Regions from separate parts of the Sus scrofa genome. Here region 1 is linked to region 2. Evidence: chromatin contacts called from public HiChIP or PLAC-seq data. All regions are on one chromosome and are shown on one strand. The core of a region is the stretch at or near the end of the contact, and the rest is flanking DNA. Distances in the headings are between cores, read along the strand shown.

Evidence for each region. HiChIP or PLAC-seq counts read pairs in DNA pulled down with a chosen protein or histone mark.
Region 1: a contact with region 2 is called in an H3K27ac HiChIP or PLAC-seq map of alveolar macrophages. The contact joins the promoter of SPRED3 here to the promoter of PPP1R14A in region 2. A contact is called at or near these places in 2 of 5 promoter capture datasets (fetal liver and fetal skeletal muscle), 9 of 47 Hi-C or Micro-C datasets (alveolar macrophages, embryonic fibroblasts, fetal heart ventricle and 4 more) and 1 of 2 datasets of contacts at active chromatin or transcription factors (alveolar macrophages).

Annotation. Positions count from the first base shown.
Region 1 is chr6:47,298,513-47,304,073 of Sscrofa11.1, reverse strand. It overlaps SPRED3 (sprouty-related, EVH1 domain-containing protein 3), which reads right to left and starts at 1,863. Exons shown (of 6, transcript XM_021094342.1): 1 at 1,711-1,863; 2 at 42-129. The coding sequence starts at 125. It overlaps GGN (gametogenetin), which reads left to right and starts at 2,498. Exons shown (of 3, transcript XM_005664585.3): 1 at 2,498-2,751; 2 at 3,515-5,431. The coding sequence starts at 3,534.
Region 2 is chr6:47,170,429-47,175,858 of Sscrofa11.1, reverse strand. PPP1R14A (protein phosphatase 1 regulatory inhibitor subunit 14A) reads left to right here and starts at 1,802. Exons shown (of 4, transcript NM_214337.1): 1 at 1,802-2,025; 2 at 4,154-4,234; 3 at 5,159-5,191. The coding sequence starts at 1,825.

The DNA.
Region 1 (5,561 bases), core at 614-3,113, 130 kb before region 2:
CCCCCCTCGGGCCTGGCCCCTCGGACCCGACATACGCTCACCTGGCTGAGGCCCCCGCCCCCCACAGGCAGCCAGCCCCCACTGGAGTCATCTCGGGCCATCACCACGGCTCGGACCCGAACCATGTACCTGGAGGAGTTTGGGGGGGACAGAGACAACACCGTCAGTGAGCCCCAATCCTGTTCTCCTATTCAGTGTCCCCCCCATCCTTCACCTCCCCTCTTCAGCTCCCTCAGCTGGATCTACTGCACCCTCAGCCAGCCTGTACCTCACCTTCCATACCCACCTCCACCCCATGCCACCTTCTCCCCGTCCCCATCACGTCTCTTCTGCCCATCTTCTTCCCCATGCCCACCTTCCTCCAGCACTGCTTCTTTCTTCCTCTTGCCATCTCCTTCCTCCCATGCCTACCTTTTCCTCCATAGCTACCTTTTTTCTCCCTACCCACCTTTTCTCCCTCTCCCCATCTTGCCCGTCCTCACCCCCCATAGCTTTGCTCTTCCACTTCCCTTCCTCCTCCTGCTCATCCCCTATCAACCTCTCTCCTTCTCCTCCCTCTGCACGTACCCACAGCCCCACCCATCGTCCCCCTCACAGCTGGGTGCCTGCGCATATGTATTTTCTTAGAGCCCATCAACTCAGCCCCAGTCCCCCCTACACTGCCTCCGCACCCTGCCGCCCAGGCCACTGGCTGGGTGAGAAACCCAGGCTCTCTTCCCCCCACCCCTTCCCGGATTTATGAATGAGACCGGATGCAAAGCTCATTGAGTCACCCGGCAACGGGAGATGGGCAGAGAGCAGGGAGAGAACCAGAAATGGCCAGAGACAGGCCGAAAGGGAGATGGAGGCAGAAGAAGCCAGGAACGGGCGACCGAGACACATCCAGAGAGCATTTCATTCACAAAATCAAGGTTGCTCCCTCAGGCCCCTGCCGAGGAAAGGCAAGGGGGAGAGATTGCGGGCGGGCAGGCGGGCGGGGAGGGGGGAATTGATCCCTCCTCTTCCCTCTCCCGGCCCCAGCATCCTTCAGAACCATCTTACCCCGCCCCCCAGCCCCCCTCCCCCCTGTTCAGGGACCATAGCCCTCCGCCCAGCAATCAGGATCAGCCTCCAACCCCTCACTACCACCTAGCGCAGGGACCTTGGTGCCCCAGCCTCAAGCACCCAAGCCACGAGCTCTAGCCCCTTCCCCCACCAGCAGGCTGTCGGGTTTCCCCAGCCTTTCGGGAGGGGAAGGGGCCGCCGCAGCGCCCCCAGCCCCCTTTTCTCAATGGGATGGGATTTTGTGAATGAGCAGTCACGTGACGCTGCTTCCTTTGTCCGCCCGCCTCCCCCGACAACAGGTGAAGCAGAGAAAGAGGGCAGGGGTCCCCCCCCAGGGCCTACTGGGATGGGATGCCGGGATTTCTGGGTGCCCTACGCTCCCTATGATCTGTTTCCTGGGGGGAGTGGTCCCCAGATTTCCTCAATGGTGGGGGTCCAGTACGGAAATTATGAATGGGGTGTCCTCGTAGGAAGTCCAGGCCCCCCCAAATGGAGACTGGTACCCCAAATGGCTGCCGCGCAGTTTAGGAGCCCCCACCCCCTTGTCCTTCCAGCCAGGGTCTGGGGGCGTCCCGGTGGACAGGAGGCGCTGCGCGGTCCCGGCTGCCCCCTCACCGTGACAGGCCGTCTGTCAGCCCCCGCCCCCTCGCCCCCCTCGGCACCTGCCTGGAAGGCTCCGGCCGGGCTCCGAGCGGTGGCGACGTGGCCTCCTCCTCCTCCTCCTCTTCGCTCCAGCTCCCTCGCTGGCTCCGGCGGCGCTAGAGACGGGCACCGGGAGCCGGGGCGAGGGGGGAGGGAGGGGAAACCTGGTAGATGGGGGGGGAGGGGGCGGCTTGGGGGGAGGGGTAAGCGCGAGGCAGGCGCACTTGCCCGCTGGGTCCTAGAGCCCGGCCCTGGCTCCAGCGAACAGCCCCCCAGCCCCCATTTTCTTAGGATCCAGAAAGGATCCCCTCCTTTCCCACCCATCTGTGCCATTGGTCCCTGAGGATGTAGGGAGGGAGTCTAGGACAGAGCTTGCTCTGGATGTTCTAAAGAGGCAAGGTCTATGTTTTGGGTTCTAAATGGGAGTGGCGGGGTGCCTGGCGGGGTTCGAAAAGGGGTGGGGCGAGAAGGGAGCATCGCTAGGGGGCGGGGTCGGAGGGCCTGGAAAAGGAGAGTGAAGACGCGGGAGGCGCGGACGAGCGCGTGCGTCATAGAAGGGGCGGATCCACAGAGGAAGGGCCTTCTGGGCGAGCCAGAGGAAAGAGGGTCTTGGGAGGAGAGGTTGTCCTTGTAGGACGGAGCTTACAAGTAAACTGCCTTTAGGGGCCGGACGACGGAGAGTTCCAAAAGGGAGGAGCTACGCAGCTGTGTTCATAATGGGCGGAGCTTCAGGAGAGAAACTAACGGAGAGGGCGGGGCATTGTGAAGGGGCGGGGCTTAAAAGAACGTTCTACAGGGGTGGGGCCTAGGACTGCAAGGCCTGGGGGCGGGGAAGAAGACACTGGAGTATTTCAAAGGGAGATCCAGGTTCCTAAGGGGCAGTGCTCAAGCTGGCACACGGGGCGGGGGGCTCGAGCCTATGGGCGGGGCCTAGGTCTCGGGGTCCGCTCTTGCTGCCTCGCCCGCTTGCCCCGTTCTTTTCGGTTACTTTCTGCTGCGGCCGTTCCCCTCCCTCCCCTGGGCCCAGGGGGCCGCGGTCCGAACTTCGGTCGGCTGGTGGAGTCGGTGAGTGGGATCCTCTGAGAGGAGGAGCGAGGGCGGAGCTTGGGGGAAGGGGTGGAGCCTGAGTATGAGGTCTGCCGCTAGACCTGGAGCAGGAAAAGAAATTTAGCAGTGAAGCCTGGGAAGAGGGCGGGAACCAAATAATCAATTGAGAGGGAGTTGAGGGTTAGAGGTGAGGACTGAGGGGTTAGCACGACAAAAATATCTGGATTTGTTAAGCGGAGGCGGGGCCAGACCTGGGGAGGGTTGGGGGGTCTGGTTGAGAAGGCCCGATTCCCTGACAATCGGGGGCGGGACCAGAGGGAGGAGGCGGGGCCTGGGCCAAAGAAACCTTGTTGAGAGTTCAGGGAGAGAAGCTGGTACTCCTTGGTCTTACAAGCTACAGAGTACAATCACCACGCGTGTTGTGGCCTGAGTAACTGGCAAGGAAGGCGGGCAAGGCCTATGTCTTGGAGTCTAGAGACCTCGGATGTGGTCAAAGCGAAGGGATGTGATCTGAGGGTCCAGATAGGAAGACAGGTACTGAACCTTAGTACACTAAGAGAATGGGGACTCTGTACCTGAACAGCAGCTGTATGGGTCCACGGGGAAGAAGATGTGAACGTCAAGAGCAGAGAAATAGGAATGCGGCTAGAGACTAGTTCCCGAGTGGATATCGGAGGACAAGGGCAGGGCGGGTGAGGATAGATAGGACCAAGTACAACTCTGCCTCGTGGGTTTCCCCCAGCCCTGATAGATTGACTGGCTGACGTTTTTCTGACCACAGTCCCTGACCTCCGTCAGAAATGGGGAACGTGCAGTCGGAGCCGTCCGCTGGCGGGGGCTCCCGAAAAGAGCAGGCCTCGGGCCGGTCCTCCGACTCCCGCCGGACATCCTTGATGGAGCCCGAGGTGACCCCCTCTTCCCCAGCCATGCGCCTGGCTCGAGGGCTGGGTGTCTGGTTCCCTGGCAGCTCTCCGCCCCCAGGACTCCTGGTACCCCCGGAGCCCCAGGCCTCACCCTCACCCCTGCCCCTGACCTTAGAACTGCCCTCGCCAGTGACGCCTCCTTCAGAGGAGGCGGCTGCGGCCACGGTCTCTACGCCACCCCCGCCCCCCGTGGGGACCCTGCTGCCCGCGCCGTCTAAGTGGCGAAAACCCACGGGCACTTCGGTGCCCCGAATCCGCGGTCTGCTGGAGGCGAGCCATCGCGGCCAGGGCGACCCTCCGAGCCTCCGCCCGCTGCCGCCGCCGCCCCGGCAACTAACCGAAGAGGATTCCAACCCTGTCCCGAGGGCCCTATCCCCGATTCCACCGCCCTCAGAGCTGCGGAAGCCACCACTACCGCCACCTTCCGACCGGCAGCCCCTGGATCGTAAAATCACTCCTGCTCTGGCCACACCCGCCGCAACCCCTACAGAAAGCCAAGCCAGGCGCGGTAGCGAGGTCCAGACGGCCTGCGGTGCCCGCAGAGGGGCACCTCCCCAAGCAGGCGAGGGAGAAATGGCCCTGCCGGCGGCCTCCGAGCCCGGCCTGAACTTGCTGTGTAAAGTCACCTTCAAGTCAGGGCCCCCTCTACCCCCTGCGGCAGCCTCGAGTTCCTTAGCAGCCAAAGCCTCTCTTGGGGGCGGCGGAGGAGGTGCAGGACTCTTCTCCGCTACCTCGGGAGCCATCTCCTACGCTGAGGTCCTGAAGCAGGGGCCCGCTCCTGGGACCGCTCGCTCTCCGGGAGAGGTCCCTCGAGGGACTCAGGAAGCAGAGGGCGGTGATGGAGATAGCGAGGGGTGTTCTGGACCCCCCTCGGCGCCTGTGTCCCATGTCCGGACACTTCCACCGCCACCCTACACCACCTTCCCAGGCTCAAAACCCAAATTTGACTGGGTGAGCCCTCCTGATGGTCCTGAACGCCACTTTCGCTTCAACGGAGCTGGCGGAGGCGTCGGGGCGCCCCGACGGCGCGCAGCCACGCTCTCGGGGCCCTGGGGCTCCCCGCCGCCTCCGCCAGGGCAGATGCATCCAGCTCCAGGGCCCCGGAGGCCCGCACCGGCCTTGCTGGCGCCGCCTATGTTCATCTTCCCGGCGCCTGCCAATGGCGAGCCTGTGTGCCCTGGGCCTCCGGACCCGCAGGAGGTGCTGCCGCCGCCGTTGCCGCCGCCCACGCCACCACCCACGCCGCCTCCCGCACCTCCTCCCACACCGCAGCCGCCCATGCCTCAGCCAACGCCGCTGCCCGCCGCGCTCCCGCCGACCGCAGGCCCGGGCCACTTGGAGTCAGCAGTGGCTCCCGCCCCACCTCCCGCTCTGCCCCTCGCCTTGGCTACCGAACAGGCCCAGGCCCCGGCCCCGACCCCGGCCTCGGCCCAGGCCCCAGCCCCGGCTCCAGCTCCCATCACAGCCGAGCCGTCGCCGCCCGTGCCGGCGCCCGCCAAGGCCCGCACCCGCCGGAACAAGGGTCCCCGCGCAGTCAGGGCTGCGCCCCGTGAGGATGGCCCGCCTGGAGATGGTCTTCGAGAACGTACTGCAGCTACTGTGACTGACAGCGGTGGTGGAGGGGGTGGTAGCAGCAGGGCTCCTCCGGCGGGGACGGCTCCCTCGGGCGCGGCGCGCCACTGGCCTCCCTTCCAGGTGCTTAACTCTTGTCCCTGCAAGTGTTACTGCCGCCATCAGCCACGCCATCGCCGCCTGCCACGCAACGTGTCTGCCTGGTGAGGGGAGGTCGGGGAGTTGGGAGGGGAGGGCATGCCTTCCAAGTCCTGAACCCCACTTTTCTCCATTCAACCAACCCTTTGGCATCCAGACCCCAGCTGATCCTAGACCAGCCCATTAGTTGCATCT
Region 2 (5,430 bases), core at 553-3,052:
GAATCTGATTAGAAACCATGAGGTTGAGGCTCGATCCCTGGCCTTGCTCAGTGGGTTAAGGATCCGGCGTTGCCGTGAGCTGTGGTATAGGTAGCAGACACGGCTTGGATCCTGAGTTGCTATGGCTCTGGCATAGGCTGGCAGCTACAGCTCTGATTAGACCCCTAGCCTGGGAACCTCCATATGCCGCAGGAGCGGCCCTAGAAAAGACAAAAAAAAAAAAAAAAGTACACTTCAGTAGTTTTTGGTATATTCATAGAGTTATGCAACTACCATCACAATTGATTTTAGAAAATTTCATTGACCTCAAAAGAAATCTCTTACTCTTTTTTTTTTTTTTTTTTGGCCATGTCTGTGGCATGTGGAAGTGCCCAGGCCAGAGAAGCAGCTGTGACCTACAGCAATACTGGATCCTTTAACCCACTGCACCGGCAGGCGATCAAACCCACACTTCTGCAGCATCCAAACCACTGCAGTTGTGTTTTTTTTTTAGGGCTTCAGCCGCGGCATAGGGCTATTCGGAGCCTAGGGATCACATTAGAACTGCAGCTGCAGCCTATGCCACAGCAACGACAGGTCAGAGCTGCATCTGTGGCCTGCACCACAGCGCACAGCCACGCCAGATCCTTAACCCACTGAGCAGGGCAGGGGTCAAACCCAGGTCCTCATGGATACTAGTCAGGTTCGTTACCACTGAGCCACAAGGGGAACTCCTGCAGTCAGATTCTTAACCAACTGTGTCATGGTGGGAACTCCTTTTCAATTTCTTGATATCCTTTGAAACACAAATTTTTAAATTTTGATGGTATCCAACTTATCTTTTTTTTCTTTTATCGTTTGTGCTTTATGTGTCATGTAAGAAGCCACTGCCTCATTATAAATCGTCTTCAGCAGCGAAAGGACATGGCCAAATTTAAGTTTTATTTAAGTTTTGCAGTGTTATTCTTGCTGCTTTCCATCAGAAGTGGGAAGACTTGTGAGGTAAGGGACTTCTCTGGTCACCCTCTCCCCTCCCTAAAACCCCACCCTCACCCTCACTCCATTTCTCATTTTATTCTCCATGGTTCTCCATACAACTTATATTCTAATAAATGTACAATGCACTGTACTTACTTATTACGTTGCCGCCCGCCTCCACCACAAGAGCGTCACCCCTGTGAGGACTGGGCTTGTGTGTTTTGTTCCCTGCTCTGTCCCCAGTGCCTAGGAGAGTGGGGGCCGGGGAGCCTGGTGGTGGCCAGAGGGAGAGAGGACCATTGGATGCTATCTGGTGTGAGGCGTCTAATATGAAGGAGAAAAAGAGAGAGGGACTAACACCCCAATGTCATGATGTCAACTGAGTATTTCTTGAATACAGTGAGTGCATGTGAACGAATGGACGCTTGGATTGTGGGTAAATGAAAGAAAGGATGTGCTTCGAAGACTGTGGTTTGACCTTCCCTGTGGAAGGGTTTGTTCACAGGGGGCTCCTGTCATGTCCCTTGCAACCGCCAGAGGGAGCAAACAGGCCAGGTCCCGGAGAACCGTCCCGGGACCCGCCCCCCGGGATCCAGGCCCCGGGAGCCCCAGCCGCCCGGCCCCGGCCTGGGGCTCTCGGCCCCGGCCCCTACCTGAGCCAGGCCCAGCCGCGGGCTTCACGCCCACGCGGCGGCCGGTCCTCGCGCAGCAGGCGGGGAAACTGAGGCCCGGGCGGCCGGGGCGTGGCCGGCCCCCCGGCGAGCCCGAGCCCCCGCCCCCGGCCAGCCCCGCCCCGGCCCGTAAGAGGCCCCCTGGGTGAGAGGCGAAAGCGCACAGCGCGGCGCCGGGGCCGGGGCCAGGACCGCGATGGCAGCTCAGCGGCTGGGCAAGCGGGTGCTGAGCAAGCTGCAGTCTCCGTCGCGGGCCCGGGGGCCGGGGGGCAGCCCCGGGGGGCTGCAGAAGCGACACGCGCGTGTCACCGTCAAGTACGATCGGCGGGAGCTGCAGCGGCGGCTGGACGTGGAGAAGTGGATCGACTGGCGCTTGGAGGAGCTGTACCGTGGCAGGGTGAGGCGGGGAGGGGTGGGGGGCGCAGGGGGCGTCCTAGACCGACGGAGCCCGGGCCCTGCCCCCCTGCGCCTTGGGGGTCTCTCATTGCTTGAGCTCGCTGGTGCATGCGCAGCCTCCTTGCCAGGGGAGAACGCTGGCCCCGCGACACATGGGCCCCCGCCGTCCACCCTCCCTGGCACTCTGCTTGTGCTCACACTTGGGTAAAAACACAGGGGAGGACCAGGGCTTTAGCATATGGGAGGTTAGGAGGCCAACTTGGGGAGCCAGAGTGGCCATATCTGGAAGAAAAGGTGGGGGGAGGAGGATGTCTTAAAGCCAAACATAGACATGGTGACCGGAGATACAACCGCAGGGAACCGCACAGCCAAGGAAACATCAGCATTCACAGACCTGCACAGTGACAAGCTATGGCCACTCACAGACCCAGTGACAGAAGCAACAGCCATGCACAGACTGTCAGGGACACCGGCTGTGGGACAGATCAACCCATGCTACAGCCACAGGCTCTCCTGGTCACAACAGCACAGGCCACAGTGCCCTATACAGATACAACACAACTACGCCCACACAAAAGGACTCCACTTACAGCTGTTCATAGACACACACAGCGCAATCTGTAGAGCCTTGCAAGCAGTGCAAGCTACAACAGCTACCCCGACACTCAGTGATTCAAGTAACGACCATCCATTATCTCCTAAAAGCAAAAAACATGCAAAGGCAATGACAGATGCTGCAGCCACACGCAGACATCAAATAACAGGAATTATAGCTACACCCAGACAGAAAACCGCGTAGGCTATGGGCACCTGTGGACGCACAATGGCAGAAGCTGCAATTGCCTGTGGACACATAGGGCATAAGCTGCAGCCTCCTGTGCTGTCTCAGGGGGTCCAGACAGACACATTTCACTTGTCTCCGCTTGAAGTCACACTTTGTACCACCCATGAGAGTCAGAGGAAGCGGACACAGACATGTGAGATGACAGAGCCTCCTCAGCCCAGCACAAAGGTGGGAGAAGCCGTGGCCCCTCGCAGTGACCCGAGGGCCCCTGTTCTCAGACACATGAGCTCACGCAGGCGGACAGTTGCTAGTGGTCGGTGGGATCCTATGAGCTCACCCTCAGACGGCGCTAGAGCCAGCCGGACACTCAAGGACACAAGTTGTGGTCACTTACTGATCAACATATCCCACAGCGACACATGATGATGAGACAAACATGCTAAGCTAGAGTCACACGCCGCCTACCATAGGAGGACCGTGGGCCCCTGTACAAGCTGCACGGTATGTCATACATTGCTACACCCTCCCACTGGCCCTGTGGCCTGGGCATCAGGCTGTGACTCACACGGACGGGTAACACACCGACACTCCAGTCTTTTGCTGAGCCCTCATCTCCACATGCAGCTCCCAGACCACCCAAGGCCTGGAGCCTGCAGTGGAATCTGCAGGACTTTGGTGGGGAAGGAAAAAATCTGTAGCCTCGGGACCTCGTGCTCAGACAGCTGGGTTCTGTCCCCGACAGGGGTACTGAGCCAGCCTGCATTTGGCCCTTTGCCCCAAGAGGCTGTACAAGCCCCCCAGTTGTCTGCTCAAAGGTGGGCTGGTGGCTTATTCTACCCACCCACCTTGGGGGGCCTCTTTGGCCCCAAGGGGAGGAGGAGGCTGGCCCAAGGCCTCTCTGTCCCCTGGGGCCAGGGCCCACCCCCAGCAGGCTCCATCCTGCCAGCCTCCCTCCCCTGCACCTAGTGCTTAAACTTTTCCTTGAAAGGGCAGAGCCAGCCCCTCTCCTGAATCCCAGAATCTGACATTCCAAGACTCAACCTAGGCCTGCTTCCCACTATGGGAACTGCGGCCAAGGGGAGAGACCCATGCCAGCCCCGAGACTCCCGGGCCCCGGGGCCAGCATCTGAGCTGGTACAGGCTCCTGGGGCCTCTGTCAACCCATCTGTCACCCCTCCCCCAACACCCAGATGTCCCGCCTTGGCGGTGCTGTCCCTGACTGTCACATTATTGCTCCGGAACCCGCCAGCTGGGCCCTGGGGCCGCCGGGGCTCCTCCGGAGCCCTGGACAAAGGCGGGGAAGGAGGGGCAAGGCCGCCTGACAGCCCGTCCCTCCCCGCCTCAGGAGGCAGACATGCCCGATGAAGTCAACATCGATGAACTGCTGGAATTAGAGAGTGAAGAGGAGAGAAGCCGGAAAATTCAGGTACGTGAAAGGGAAAACCACCCCAGCCCCTACCCTGCCCTCCCTGAAAATCATATCAATATGATTTTATTTTAATGTGTTTATCAAGCATTTCCTAAGTGCCAGGCGCTGTTTCCATTGCTTTACACTTAGTAACTCATTTAATCCTCACAAAACCCTCCGAAGGCTTTATTATCTTGGTTTCATTATCATCCATCTTACTGATTTTCCACATGGGGAAAATAAGGCCCAGAGAGCTCCAATCACTTGCCCAGGGTCACACAGGTCAGGAGGAGCACAGCTGGGAGTTCCCCTTGTAGCTCAGTAGATTAAGAACCTGACTAATATCCACGAGGACATGAATTCCATCCCTGGCCTTGTTCAGTGGGTTAAGGATCTGGCGTTGCCCTGAACTGTGGTGTAGGTCGCAGACGCGGCTCAGATCCTGCGTTGCTGTGGCTGTGGTGTAGGCCGGCAGCTGCAGCTCTGATTCAACCCCTAGCCTGGGAATTTCCATATGCTGTGGGTGCAGCCCTAAAAAGCAGAAAAAACAAACAAACAAGACAAAAGAAGGAGCACAGCTGAGAGTCAGAGCCAGGCCGTGGTCTGCACGCAGTGTCCTTGCTCTTCTGGCCTCTGTTCTCCTAGAGGCGGGAAATCCTGTGTGATCTTCTGGGCCTCTCTGGATCTAGCACTGGCCCTGGTGCTGAGTTTCTCGAATCAACCTTGTTCCCAGTTGCTCTATACGATGCTCAGGCCTTGTTCCTCCCTTGAAGCCACAGGAAAGTCCACCTGGAGTCTGACTTTTGTTTGTCTTGTTGCCTTGGGGCTTTGTTGGGGAAAGGGAGGGGCTGGAGGGACTGGGAGAGCCATAAATTGTTATTTACTATTTTTCTTTCCCTTTTTTTTTTTTTTTTTTTTTTTTTTTTTGCGGGGCATGTTTAGGGACTCCTAAAGTCATGCACGAACCCCACAGAGGTGAGCCCCATTCTGCCCCCTGATGGGGGGAGGGGGAGAGGTCTCTGGGGAGGAGGGAAGAAGTCTGGGAGCCCTGCCTGTCACAGCCCTGTCCTCCCCTCCAGCGGTGTCTTTTGTCTTCCTCATTCCTGTCCCCTCTCCCCCATCTGCCACTGGGCTCCATTATCTCCTCTCCGCTGAGACCCCCCCATCTGTCTCCCATTTCTGCCTCTGCAGGGCTCTGTCTGCCGTCCCCTCTC